Linked DNA regions of Mus musculus: region 2 is linked to region 1. The links are chromatin contacts, called in public HiChIP or PLAC-seq maps. All regions are on one chromosome and are shown on one strand. Each heading gives the region's core, a stretch centred on a gene start, on an enhancer-like site or on the middle of the called end of the contact. The rest is flanking DNA. Distances are from core to core; before and after follow the strand shown.

The links. HiChIP or PLAC-seq counts read pairs in DNA pulled down with a chosen protein or histone mark.
Region 2: an HNF4G HiChIP or PLAC-seq map of pancreatic cancer cells shows a contact between it and region 1. The contact joins two enhancer-like sites. A contact is called at or near these places in 1 of 15 datasets of contacts at CTCF or cohesin (the NIH/3T3 cell line) and 3 of 115 datasets of contacts at active chromatin or transcription factors (the NIH/3T3 cell line, embryonic fibroblasts and pancreatic cancer cells).

Annotation. Positions count from the first base shown.
Region 1 is chr4:107,498,364-107,504,303 of GRCm38.p6, forward strand. All of the region lies in intron 2 of Glis1 (GLIS family zinc finger 1), which reads left to right. Among named protein-coding and RNA genes, the nearest start is that of Gm46866, 66 kb to the left of the region's middle. Within about 2 kb of position 4,613, at least 48 of the 459 cell types and tissues checked have an H3K27ac peak or open chromatin away from gene starts, as enhancers often do. A contact at or near this core is called in the NIH/3T3 cell line, embryonic fibroblasts and pancreatic cancer cells, where this site is marked.
Region 2 is chr4:107,601,005-107,607,362 of GRCm38.p6, forward strand. All of the region lies in intron 4 of Glis1 (GLIS family zinc finger 1), which reads left to right. Among named protein-coding and RNA genes, the nearest start is that of 4930552P06Rik, 6.8 kb to the left of the region's middle. Within about 2 kb of position 2,002, at least 48 of the 459 cell types and tissues checked have an H3K27ac peak or open chromatin away from gene starts, as enhancers often do. A contact at or near this core is called in the NIH/3T3 cell line, embryonic fibroblasts and pancreatic cancer cells, where this site is marked.

The sequences.
Region 1 (5,940 bases), core at 3,363-5,862:
AGAGGTTTTTATGGCTCTTACAGTACAGGGCTTCTTTGCTTACCACCTTCTTGCCCACCGTCACAGTAGCAGTGGCCCACCATATCAGGAGAAGCCTTAGCAATCTCGTTTTGTCTCTTCTCCAGCTTGTTTTCCACGAGCCAGCTAGTGCTATCACATACATAGATGTATATGTGTCTGCATCTTCCTCAGTCCTGCAGCCGTGGGGGCGGGGGGGGGGGAGGGGGCAGCATTGCCCAAGGCCATGCAGGGGAACAGCTCATAGATGAGTCCACTCAGATCTGTAGTACAGCTGCCTCCTGCAAATCCTTCATGAGACCAGACTGTAGCCACTACACCCAGTAGCAGCTTAGCTGGGGTCGCACTTAGATTGGCAACGACTGTTCTCCCATTCTCCTGGGAGTCTGTGCTCCCCTAAAGTTCTGGGGTCCCCACATTCCTGCTCAGCTCGAGGACAAGATCCTTGTGGTCTGGACTGAGTGCAGGGTCTGAAGCTGTATGTGGCCTCTTCTTCCTGCCCCATGTGACCAGCACAGGGCTTGTGACCACTGGGCTGGCAGTCAGGTCAGGTGACTCTGGCTGGAGCTCCTCTTCCTCTGCCCTTCCTCGGCTTGGGGCCGGTGAAGAAGCTCGAGTGGCAAGACCAAATTTCTGACACGACTGTGATCAGTGGCTGGCTGGCAATGTCCTCTCTCTGAGCTTGCTTCCTTGGACACACATGGGGCACACAATTCACAATCCCTGAATTGCTATGACAGTTAGAGGAGATCCCATAGGTGAAGGCCTGGTAACCTGCCAGGCAGGCAGTCATTAATGACTGAAGGACGGATGTGTGGGGAGGGTAGACATGACCAGAAGGACCACAAAGGTCAGGCAGATGGAAGAGACTGTGACCTTGCTGTAGTAAAGCTTTGGTGCCTGAGGGGTTAGAGAAGATGAAGCAAGTTCATCTTGCCAGGTGCTGATGAGATGTCTCTCCAAGTCAGAGAAGACCTGGAAAAGCCTATAGCTGTAGAATGTGAGTAGCCAGGACTTGTGTGATCTTGGACACATTGCCCGCTGTAGAGGGGCTGGGAGTGGCAGAGGCCTCTGTGTCTCTCAGTTGCTTAGCTAGGGCAGGTCTGGATCCCTCCACCCTAGGCGCCTCTGAGGCTGGCAAAAGTCGGCTGCTGAATCTGTACTGGGCCCTCATCAAGGGCTGGCTCTGAGTTCTTGCTGTCTTCACCTTATGAATCCTCACACAAACCCTCTGAGGCTGGACTAACGACTTCCACTTTACAGAGGAGAAAACTGATGCTTGGCGCAGTCACAGCTTGTCTCAGGCTGGCACAGATGGTGAGGGGTTGGTGCTATAGGACACTGGGGCTGGGGCGTGCCCTCCGTGGCAGGTGGGTAAAGTGTCTCCTTGGGTCTGCTCAGCAAGGGAGCTGTATGGAGTGGTACCATGGCTGGGAAGTGAGACCCAGGTTCCAGTCTTGCTGTGTCACTAGTTTATCACAGGACCTGACCCAAGTGCTTTGGCAATTCTGGCTCCAGTTTCCCAAGATTATGTCAAAGGAGATTAAGTGGCCTGTGGGCTGGTGTCCTCTACTCTGAGAGGCCACCAGTAGCTGACTCCTGTGACAGGCAGCCTTACCCTGCTGCCAGCCTACCCTCGCACCAGACAGCTCTCCTCCGAGGGGCTTCTGAGTGCCCCAGGGATTCTCTTCTCCTCCCCCACCACCCTCCTTTTGGTCTGGACTCTGGAAGGCTTTCCTCCCGTTCTTGGTCCTTTTCCTTCTTAAGCCCGTATGCAGCATTAGAAACGATGCTGGGTTCATCCATGATATCTCCCTGACTAGTGCAGGCCAGGTATTGGTCCACACCTGCCAGTTACAAATCACACCCGTCCTGTGATGGCCCCTCTTCACAGAAGAGGCACCTGCATAGGAGAGGGCTACTCAGCCAAGATGGCGGTAAAGAGTCCAGGCCTGCGCAGCTCCGTGGTTCACTACTCTTTGGTCTCTCAGACCTTTATTCATTCATTCTGCTAACTGGCCTCATCATGCTGGCCCTGTGTAGAGCTTGGTGCTTTTCCTGTGCAAGTGTGATACTGTGGCAGATGCGGAGGTCAGCTTGACTCCAGCCATTGTTGGCTTAGCACTGTGGACACAGGAGGAGTGTCTAGCTGGAGCAGGCATGATGATGAGTCAGAGGAGGGCAGGGTTAGCCCCATCTCAGAGAACCCATGCTCTAGAGGAGACTGACATGGCCTTTGGCATGGCCCTTCTCTTCCAAGAAGTCCTGTCTGTCTTCTCCTTCTTGGGTCTTGAGCCCATGGTGGCCACTGGGAAGTCTTTGCCAGAATCCAGCTTTTCATATTGTCCTTCTTAAAGACCACTTGGGGCCATAACCTGTGTTGACCTTCTTATTTTATACATTTGTTATTTTACTAACTGTGAGATACAGTTGCATCCTGTATCAGGTACCATGTTAGCACACACCAGACAAACCCCACGAACCTCTGTCTCCTCCTCCAGCAGCTTCCCATTGTATGGCGGTAACGTGGGGTGGTGAGGGGAGAAGAGGGGACAGCAAACGTCCTGGGTATGAAGGATGAGTAAGAGTTTACAGAGCTTGGGTAACTGACAGGGAACAGCAGGCCCAGCAGCGCACAGCCAGAGAGCGCCGTGGAGCAATGGTCAGCTTAGGGCCCAGGAGGGCATGGGGCTGGAGGGTGTTCAAGGCCACACAGGCCTTTGGATCCCAGTGAGGAGGTGTGGGTGTGACCAGGCCCTTAGCTTAGCATGGTAAAGGAAAGCCAAAGGAACCGCAAGCAGCTAGGAACTCAGGAGGAGAGATTAGGTTGGTAGGAAGCATAAGGAATGAGGACAGGGGCAAAGATGGGTAGCCTGTCTAACCAAACTGACCCCCCTTGGAAAAACCCCAGGGGCCTCAAATTGCTAAAAGGTTCATCAATTTTATGGGTCAGGGATTTGGGGCCAGGCTCCTCAGGCAATCCCTTGGCTCTGTGTGAGGTTCAGCTATCAGGTGTCTGGCTGAGGGTACCGGATAGACTGGTTTATCATATGCTGGCGCATAGTAGGGTCAGGAAGGCTACCCATTAGGCTCTTCCTGTTGTGTATGCTGTATTGTGTGATGTCCAGCAGCGAAGTCAGGGTTCTAGGAGGCTCAGAAGGGAAGGGGTGTCATTCCCATTAAAGCTAGGCCCGCAGCCAGGGAACACTGGGTTCTTGTTTGTTTGTTTGTTTTTGTGGGTTTTCGTTGTTGTTTTTTTGCCTTCAGAGGAAGGGTACCACATGGATGGCTATCTTACTCCACCCCTTTGACCTTTCTAGAAGAGACTTGTGCTCCTCCAAGGACAGGAGTAAGGATGTATAGAGCACGTTACAGGGACTGGAGCCTAGCTGTGTGGGGGAGATACTTAACCTATCGCATAGTTTGGGATATCTGATCTATCAACACTGGCTTCAACTACAGATCCACCCCCACACACCTGGAACACTGTCTGCCTGGTGGACCTCAGGGTCCTGCAGGGTTCAAGCATATTTGCTAATGCCGACAGTGTGTCACTGGTCCTCCAGCTCCCAGCCCAAGGCACGAGGTTCTACGTTTAGCCTAGGGCAGTGTGCCTGTGTGCTCTAAACTCAGCTTTCACTACCTGCGAGTGCTGTCTGTAGTTGAACTTGAAAAGGAGCCGGAGCACATCTGGCCAGAGACGGTATGATCTGTTACTGATGAGGTGTGGGAACCAACCACATCACTGGCTTTTCTTGCCCATGGGTCCCCAAACCTCATGGCATCTCTCAGGCCATGGCATTGTTAGGGACTGCCCATAGACACAGTGTCCTCCAGAGTACCAGCGGAGGTGCACATACCTGCCCCTAAGGAAGTCTGCCTGTGTACCCTTCCCCTGGTCCCTCGACACAGAGCGAGGCCTCTGACAGGATGTGCTTGGGTGTCAGCTGAGCTGGACTGCCATGTTCACCCCTGCGGCTGCAGCCAGCCTGTACCTGAGCTGGGCCAGCACTGGCTCTGGAGCGCTGACACCATCCCTTATCAGACTCACACCACATGCCGGCACTTCACCATCTCCCGCTCGCCCCTCCGACCCCGTCCCTCACCACGGAAGGTTTAATTGTTGCAAATGGGATCCGTGTTCTACAGAAGTCCAATAAATCTGCAGTCTGTCTTCCTGGTAATCCATCACAGATTGCAAATCGCACGAGGAGAAGTCTATAAGATATGTTCTTCATGTCTAGCGTGTTGGGTTATTTTCATGTCTTGTGGTTTGCATTTGGCCACTGTCATTTTAGAGGAATTTCCTGCCATCTGCGTTCAATTGAATTTTCTCACAGATTTGTGCTTGCTTGTAAATACTCAGAGCCGGCAGAAAAGGGAGCTTTGTTCTTGGTGACATTTCAAAAAGCTGTTCATGCAGCTTCATCGGCGATCTGCAGTGCTTATGAGAGAGGGGTGAGAGGTGTCCCTGGGCCTCAGGATGAGATGCGCTCCCCTGCAGGGCGGCCAGCCGGGTCAGCTCTCTACCCCTCCTGCACCCAACGGCTGCACTCCTTCAGTGCTGTGGCCAGTTGTGTTGGGTGTATGCATTCCTTGGCTCTGTGCCCTTCCTCTGTAGGAAGACAGTTGGGCTGAGACAGTTCTGGACCCTAGTGTCCAGAGCTCGTCTGTTCAAGTTCAGCTCCTTGTGATGAGAGACGACCCGGCTCTGTGTGACTGTAGAGAAGTCACTTCACTCCCCAGAGCCTCAGGGTTTGTCATGGGCCTTGGATACTTAGGACTTGAGTGGCCTGCAGCATGCAGCTGGGTCTCCATAGCTGTCATGTCTTCCTTCTAGCCGAAGTTGATCGTCTGCCTGCTATGTGCCCGACCTTCTGCTTGGACAGAGGAAATAAGAGGATGCAAAAGAAAGAGTGGGCCTTGTCTGTGAAGGCTTGGGTGATCATGACCATCCCGTGGCAGGGCGAGAAGTGTCCTCCTGCCCTGCTCTAGTGACAGTGACAAGACTGTTGCCAGATGCCGTTGCGTGCTGCATGTGATCCTAAATTATTTGCTCTTCCGCTCACTTTCAGGGACAGGTGTTTTCTTATCCACTGTTGTATGGATGGGGAAGCTGGGGTTTGGGGATATTACCGGGCCACCGAGGTTGCCTGCCTACTCATGTGACACACAGAGGCATCAGGGAACAAAGGGACTTGTCTAAGGTCACACAGAGGTTCTCATCACCAGGGGTTGAACTTGTAAATGAGAGAAGTTAAGTCTCTCAGGGAGTACACTTTGTCCTGAGGGATCTAAGGGGTAAAAGTGTGGGGACTGATATCTGGAGTGATGACCGCCACTTTTGTGTGCACAGGCTTTGGGGCAGACTCCCCTCTCCTCATGAAAAGACTGAATGACAGACAAAGAAGGGAACTTATTGGAGACTCATCTTGGAGTTTAGGCAGCCAGCCATCTTGGTCTTAGTTTTCTCAACAGAATAATGAGGACAAGCCCCTAACCAGTTGGCTTCCAGGTATGAGTGTCTTGTTGGGCCTGTGCACAGGACCCCTAACCTGGAGGACAGACTTTCTGCAGTCACCTGCTCCTATATCATCAGCATCATTCTTGTCTCTAGAGAAGCAGGCTAGACTCTACCTTAGTAAAAGTCGCCCCCTCCCCAGAGCCTTGCTGTCCTGCCCTCTCCTTCTAATCAGACCGTCTGGGAAGAATCAGTGGGTGCCTTTCTTCCATTTCCCAGCCCCCCTTTCTTCGGAGCCCACTCTTGGCCTTCAAGTCCTCTGGTATACCCCCGCTGCTTCCCCAAAGCCAGCAAAAGCTACCATGTCACTATGGCCACCACATTAGTGTCTGATCTTCACTGCCTTTGAGTGCATCTACTTCCTCCTCATGGACGCAGCTTTGTGATGTTTTGTAGACATC
Region 2 (6,358 bases), core at 752-3,251, 100 kb after region 1:
GAGTTTTGGCAGGGTGGGCTGTTTGTCCTTTGTGCCCCAAGATCTGCTCTGCCACTGACTAGATGGCTGAAATGAGCAGGTTACAGCTTTGTGGCTGCTTGTCTGCAGTGTGGGGACAATGACAGCAGTGACCTGTGGAGCCATGGGAGGAAGATGCTTCTGCCTGGAAAGGCTTCAGCATGGCCCCACGTGTGGTAAGAACTGCACATGTGGCTTTTGTTCAGTTCAAAAGCAGTCACCTCTGCAGTCACAGATCCGGGAAGGGGCTCATACCTGGGCCATATTAATAATCTCATAGCTCTGGGTGGGGGAGGGTATAGGGGACTTTCGGGATAGCATTTGAAATGTAAATGAAGAAAATATCTAATTTTTGAAAAAAAAGAATCTCATAGCTCAATGACAAAGAGACAAACAGTGGGCTTTTTAATGGACAAAGGCTTGAGTGGTGTTTCTCTGAGCAGTCATAGAGAAAAAGATGTTTGATGTCATTAACCAGGAAAACAGAAATGGCAATGAGAAGAGGCTTGGCGCTACTTAATGGCAGTAACCAAAACCATGGTTCTCACACGAGGGCTTGGGAGGTGGGGAGACCCAAGGACCATCCCACGGTGATGGTGCCCTGGCCTTAGAAAACTAGCTGCAATCCTTCAAGCTAACATACGGTTGGCATATGTGTGGACTTTCATTCCACTCTGGAAGATACTGAAGGGAGGATGAATATCCACACCATACGTGAATACTCATGGCCTCCCTGATCATAGCCAAAGTCTAAAGAGCAGCCTAGGTGTCCGCCAGCAGATGGACAGATGGACGCCACACAACCGAATACTTCTGTGTTGTTGTTATTGATGTATGAATTTATTTGTGTGTGACGTCGTGAGAGCATGACTGTCACAGAGCACTTGGGGACGTCCGAGAACGGCTTTTGGTAGTCGGTCCTCTCCTCCACTTACGCATGGGTTCCAGGAATTGAACTCAAGTTGCGTGGCTTGCACGCAAGCAGCTTTACCCACTGACCCCTTGCAGGTCCCCAGAGAACAGTGTGAAGCCCTAAAAATGACTCAGGTGCTGTATACACCACAACACAGCACAGAGGGGTCTTAGAAACACGAAGCTAAGCTAAAGAAGCTGGGCATAAAACCTACATGCGGTGTGATTCAACTTACATGTCAACAAAGAAAATAAAGGGCCAATCTACAGGAACAGAGAGTCTGGCTGCTGCAGTTTCTGGGGACTCGAGAGAGAGAGAGAAACAAGGAGTGAGTGACAGCCAGTGGCACAGGGTTTCTTTGGGTGAAAATGTTCTACAAACCATTGTGGTGATGGTTGCCCAGGCGTGAATAGGCTTGACACCCACCGAATTATATGCTTTAAGTGGTGGGTTTTATGGTTGTGTGTGTTTCTTCTCTGAAGAGCTATTGAAACGCGTCACTGAAGCCTCTGGGTGACCGCAGGGAAACACACCCTGTGTATCTGGCCTCAAGCTTGACCTTTGTGGCTTGGCTTCACAGGGCAGGGGCCAAGGCAGCTCAGCAGCTTCTGAGATGGTGCAAGGGCTGCCCTCAAGCCCAGGCCCAGGGCTGTGGCCACAACACAAGATAGAACGTCAGAGTGGCATAAGTTTGGGTTCTGAAAGATCATTTATGACAGTTTTATGTGGGGACCGGGGTGAGAGTGGCCTCAGTGCCCTGAGCTCTTCCTGGGTGTGATGAGCCCTATTTCTGATGAGAAATGGCAGCCTCGTGCCCTGGTGGTCTCTGATGACTGGCGTGAGCAGAGAGGCACAAGCAATACTCAGTCCTGGCCTACACCTGCGTCATCAGGTTTGTGTTCCGTGACTCAGTCCTCCCGGCGGCAGTGATCGCTGCCGTGGCAATTAGCCAGTGTGTCCTAAGATCGTGGCCTCACCATTCTGCAGGTCCCCGCTGAAAGCCTTGCTGGTTTTAGGGGTGCTGAGTGTGTTGTAGGAGCTTTGCCAAGCCAGACCGGATAGTGGGAGGGAAGCAGGCTCACAGACGTGACTAACTACTGTGTCCTGACTCAGAAGAACCCGTGCAGTAGAGGAGCGGAGTCCAAGGCCAGAGCGCCATCTAGCACTGTGACCATGACAGAAGGGACAACCCTGACAGCATCCACTACTGCCTCTACTACCTGTCACCCTTATCCAGCTGGACGCTGTTGTTGGAGGAGAGAGAACGGGGCCGGCAGTCTGAGCACAGGGCTGGAAGATGAGGTCAGGCAGCCATAACCAATCTGATGCTCAGCCTAGGGCCTGTCTTTGTTGTTTGTGTCTGTGGTGGTAAAGCAAAGAGCCTTCTCCTTCCCCAGCAGTGGGATGGGACAAGAAGGCTCACCCTGACGGACTGGTTTGTTGCCATCAGCAGGCCGTCCGGGAACACCTGCAGTGCATCTGGTCCATTGCCAGGTCAAGGCCAAGGCTGCCCCGTGTCTGAATCTCTTCCTGAAGCAGCAAGAATGAGCACAGAGTCTGGAAGTTACTGTGCTGAGTGTGAGGCTGTGATGGAGGGAGGAGCACAGCTAGGAAGCCTAAGGAATCGAGGAGCATCTGAAAGGGGTGGCGATGAGCTGGAGTAGCCCGGTGACGGGGACGGGGCATTCCGAGTGGATGATGGTGGGAGGGGGCACATGGGTCCTGGCTGCCTGGAGCAGACCACCCTTTACTGCTCCTGCCGCCCTGATCTTGTTTTAGTCCTTACACTAAATCTACTGCAGGGAGGGCCATGTCACCTCTGCTGCAGGACAGGGGTCAGGTGACATGCTCAAAACCTGAGCCAGTAAACATCAGAGCTGGGACTTGAACTTAGCCTAGCCCAGGCCCCACCCGGGTGCCTCGGGAATGCGCTCCAGTGTTTGAGGTTGATGGGTGTTGAGGGTGCGTTTGCCCCTTCCCAGGGCTACGGGGCTACGGTATAGCCACTGCCCTCCTCGTCTGTCATCACCGTTTAATGAAACCTGCCACTCTGTCTCCCTGATGCCTCTGTCATCACTGGCCGCCATGTGTGACACAGGATCCCAGTGAGCTCATCCTTGCGAGCCAGGCATCCATGACCTTCATTCATTCAGTTCATCCAGGGAGTAACTTACGGGTCCCCAGTATAGGCCTGCGGCTGCCAGCACCAGGAGCTCCGTCCCAAGCCGTTTGCCCATCGTTTCCCTAAGCGTCAGCTCCTCCTGGAAGTCACCACGCTGTCCTCGTGTTTTTATGAAAAACTTTAGTGGAAGACCCCGTGCCCCTGTCACATAGGAGTGAGTGTCCCATCCAGACATGACTCAGACCTTCCTACCGACACAAGGAGAATAGGCACGTCCTGTAACCCAGGGTTACGTGCTGAACTAAGAGACAGGTCTAGAATTGCAACTTCAAACAATCCATAAAGGGCTTCACTGACCACTAGCTTTTTACAGCAGAGCGTAGTATGAAATGGGAGACAGTGAGAAGAAAGTTTGAAGAAAGTAGAGCATGGCGAGGGAAAGGTCACCCCTAAGGATACCACTCACACGTCACCCCTAAGGACACCACTCACACTTGACCACTGTGATCATTTTGGAGGGGTTTCCAGGCCTTTCTCTGTCATGTGATAAATGCTCTAAAGAGAGCCATGCTGAGCTTGCTTTTCACAGTGTATTTTGGACATCTAACCTTGAACAGTTGGCTAGGGTAGGGGCTGGGGGCATGAAAGAGTGAATGAATTCCAGTTGGCCCTACTATGTCAACAGCTAGCCAGACCTGGGAATCACCTAGCTTGCCTTTCCCATGTCTCCAGGCACCCAGTTCCCTTCAAATCTCTGCCTCCCTCGGCCTTGGACCTCAGGTTCTGCATCTGTGCTAAGGACTGTGGGTAGCATAGTACTTCAGCTGTGGTACTGTCTCTTCACAAAGCGCTGAGGTATCTCATCCCTGCCACTCTCACAACGGAGCAGGCATGCTGGAGGCCACAGTTAGATGGTTTGTACCAATCATAGCCTTAGAGGGGCACCAGAATCTACTGACACCTGAGTTAGACAGCGGGATATCAGAATCAGAATCCAGACACGGGTGACTCAGAGATCAGTATTTCGTCCACCAGGATGAACATGTGGGAGGAGGAAGACCCTGCCTGGGACCGCAAGGGTGCATATACTGCCAGATCTAGGGGACAGAGAAAGCCTTGGTAAGCCTTTGGGCTGCTGGGGTGTCCCCACCTATCACATGAGCGCCTCTGGAGGCCCAACTAAACTTGACAGATTTCCTGGGCTGAGATAGGCTTAGGTGGCTCAGGACTTTATCCTTAAAGGTACCTGCTGTGACATCCCTATTGCTGCTGAGCTCTGACACTTAAGGGTATTCCAGGATGAGGGAACAGTGTTGTGAAAGTGAAGTTAGGTTGCCCCCGTAGGCTAAGGAGCTGGACTAGCAAGCCTGTGGGGGATCGGGGTGGGGGCAGGCTATGCTTCTATTCTAAGCCTAAGGTGGGTTTTTAACAGTGACAACAGCAGCAAGTCTCAGAATCCATGACCATGGGGTAGATGCTGGGCATGAAAGGTGATGGGTAGAGCAGAATTCAGTAGATCAGAACAGCAACAGGGAAGCCAGCAGGAGAGTGGGGCGGGGTATATGGAGGAGAGGAGGCCTCCCTAGTTTGGATCCTGGACAATAGTTTCCTCCTGGATCAAGCTGCAGACGCCACTTTCTATCCTCAGCCCTGTTGGCAGTCTCGGGGTCCTGCCTGGGCCCAAGTGCTAAGCACCAGTTTCTTTTCTTTGAACTCTGGGTACCCAGGTCACAGCTGAGCGGCTCAGTGCAGAGGCATCTTTCTCTTTTTGTCCTCCTCTGTGTTTGAAGCCAAAGCTTAAGTTTTAATTTCACATTATTCCTGACATAATGCTAATGAGTTCCAGCCGTCCCCTGAGTTGGGGTAGTGAGGCTCTGTTGAGCCAGGCAGCTGGGCAGCTGGCTTCTCAGAAAGTACTTCATGTCTCCGGAGCGCAGAGGAGCGTGGTGCAGCGGGCGCTTCCTCTCAGGGGCTTGCTTATCACATAGACACACTTCTTTGGTTTTCATTGCTGGTGCTCCGGCGTGGTGACAGCCTTGTGTATCTCTCTGGCCCGAGAGAGGAAGCACCCATGAGATAGTGGAAAACCCAGGCCTTTATAGTGCCCCAGCCTGGGCTGGACTATACTGCTAGAGAATTGTGGTTTTAGGAGTGCTCGATATGGCCGTGACCACATTTTCTGGTGAGTTAGTAACTGTTCTTACTCTAGTCATTTCTTTACTGTGGTCGGTGTTTCCTCAATCCCTGTAACACTTTGTTTTTGATTCAGTACAGAGTAAGCACCCTAGTGTTGGGCGTCCGTGGATGTCTCATCTAAGAAGAGTAGTACTGTGGCCCCTCCATCTAGGGGAGTGTGAGATCAGCCAAGCAGGCATAGACAGGGCTGCTGAGCCTGATTGTGGGTGCTGTTGGTGCCTGTGATGTCTTCCTTCTTGTCTGTGTTTCTCCGTGTTACTTATATCAGAGCTCATTCTGAAGCCCACAGCTAGAATGTGAGGAGAATACGTTTAACTTTTAAGTTTGCCGCAGCATGGGCGTCTGTGCCAGGAGCCCACCTCCAGAAACTCACAGAACAGCACCTAGCCGTCTCCACATCCTCCCACAGAACAGCACCTAGCCGTCTCCTCATCCTCCCAGTTCTGGGACATGCAGTCTTATATGTAGAATTGAAGGACCCTCAGTCTCTTAACACTGACACCGGCTAAGCCATGCTGTCCCATTTCTGGTCGATGTCTACTTGTCCCCTGTCTGTCTGATCAAGTCTGTCCTGGTTGCAAAAATCTGTCTTCCCAACTGGTAGGGAACAGACTTGCTTGAGACATGCAGAAACTACCAAAAGGCCAGTTGGGCTAGATAGAGTCCTATCAGCACCCCTAGGGTTTGGCCTCCCCACTAAGGAGATCCTCCCTTTGTCCTGGCCAGAGCACTGTTTGGGAGCTGGGAGTTTTGGGGGACTTTGCTCTTTCCCCCTCATGCTCGCTCCTGGACTAACTTGGGAAACTGTCACTGGACAAACTACCTCCCCACTCTGCCCTGGAATCTGGCTATAGATGAGGAAGGGGAAGGGCTTCCTCGGGTCATATTTGCTCCTTGTTTTTATTTAGTCTTTAACAGTATTTACACACACAGGGAACCACCCTGGACACTCTTGTGTGGGTTAATGGCAGAAGCATCATTTGAATATTAACTACATGACTCATACATACAGGCTGCAGAGTTCTTTCCACTTGGTCCTGAGCTTGCTCAGAAGTCATCTCCACTCTGTCGCCTTTAAGTACTTACAGTTCTCTCTGTTCCACACACAC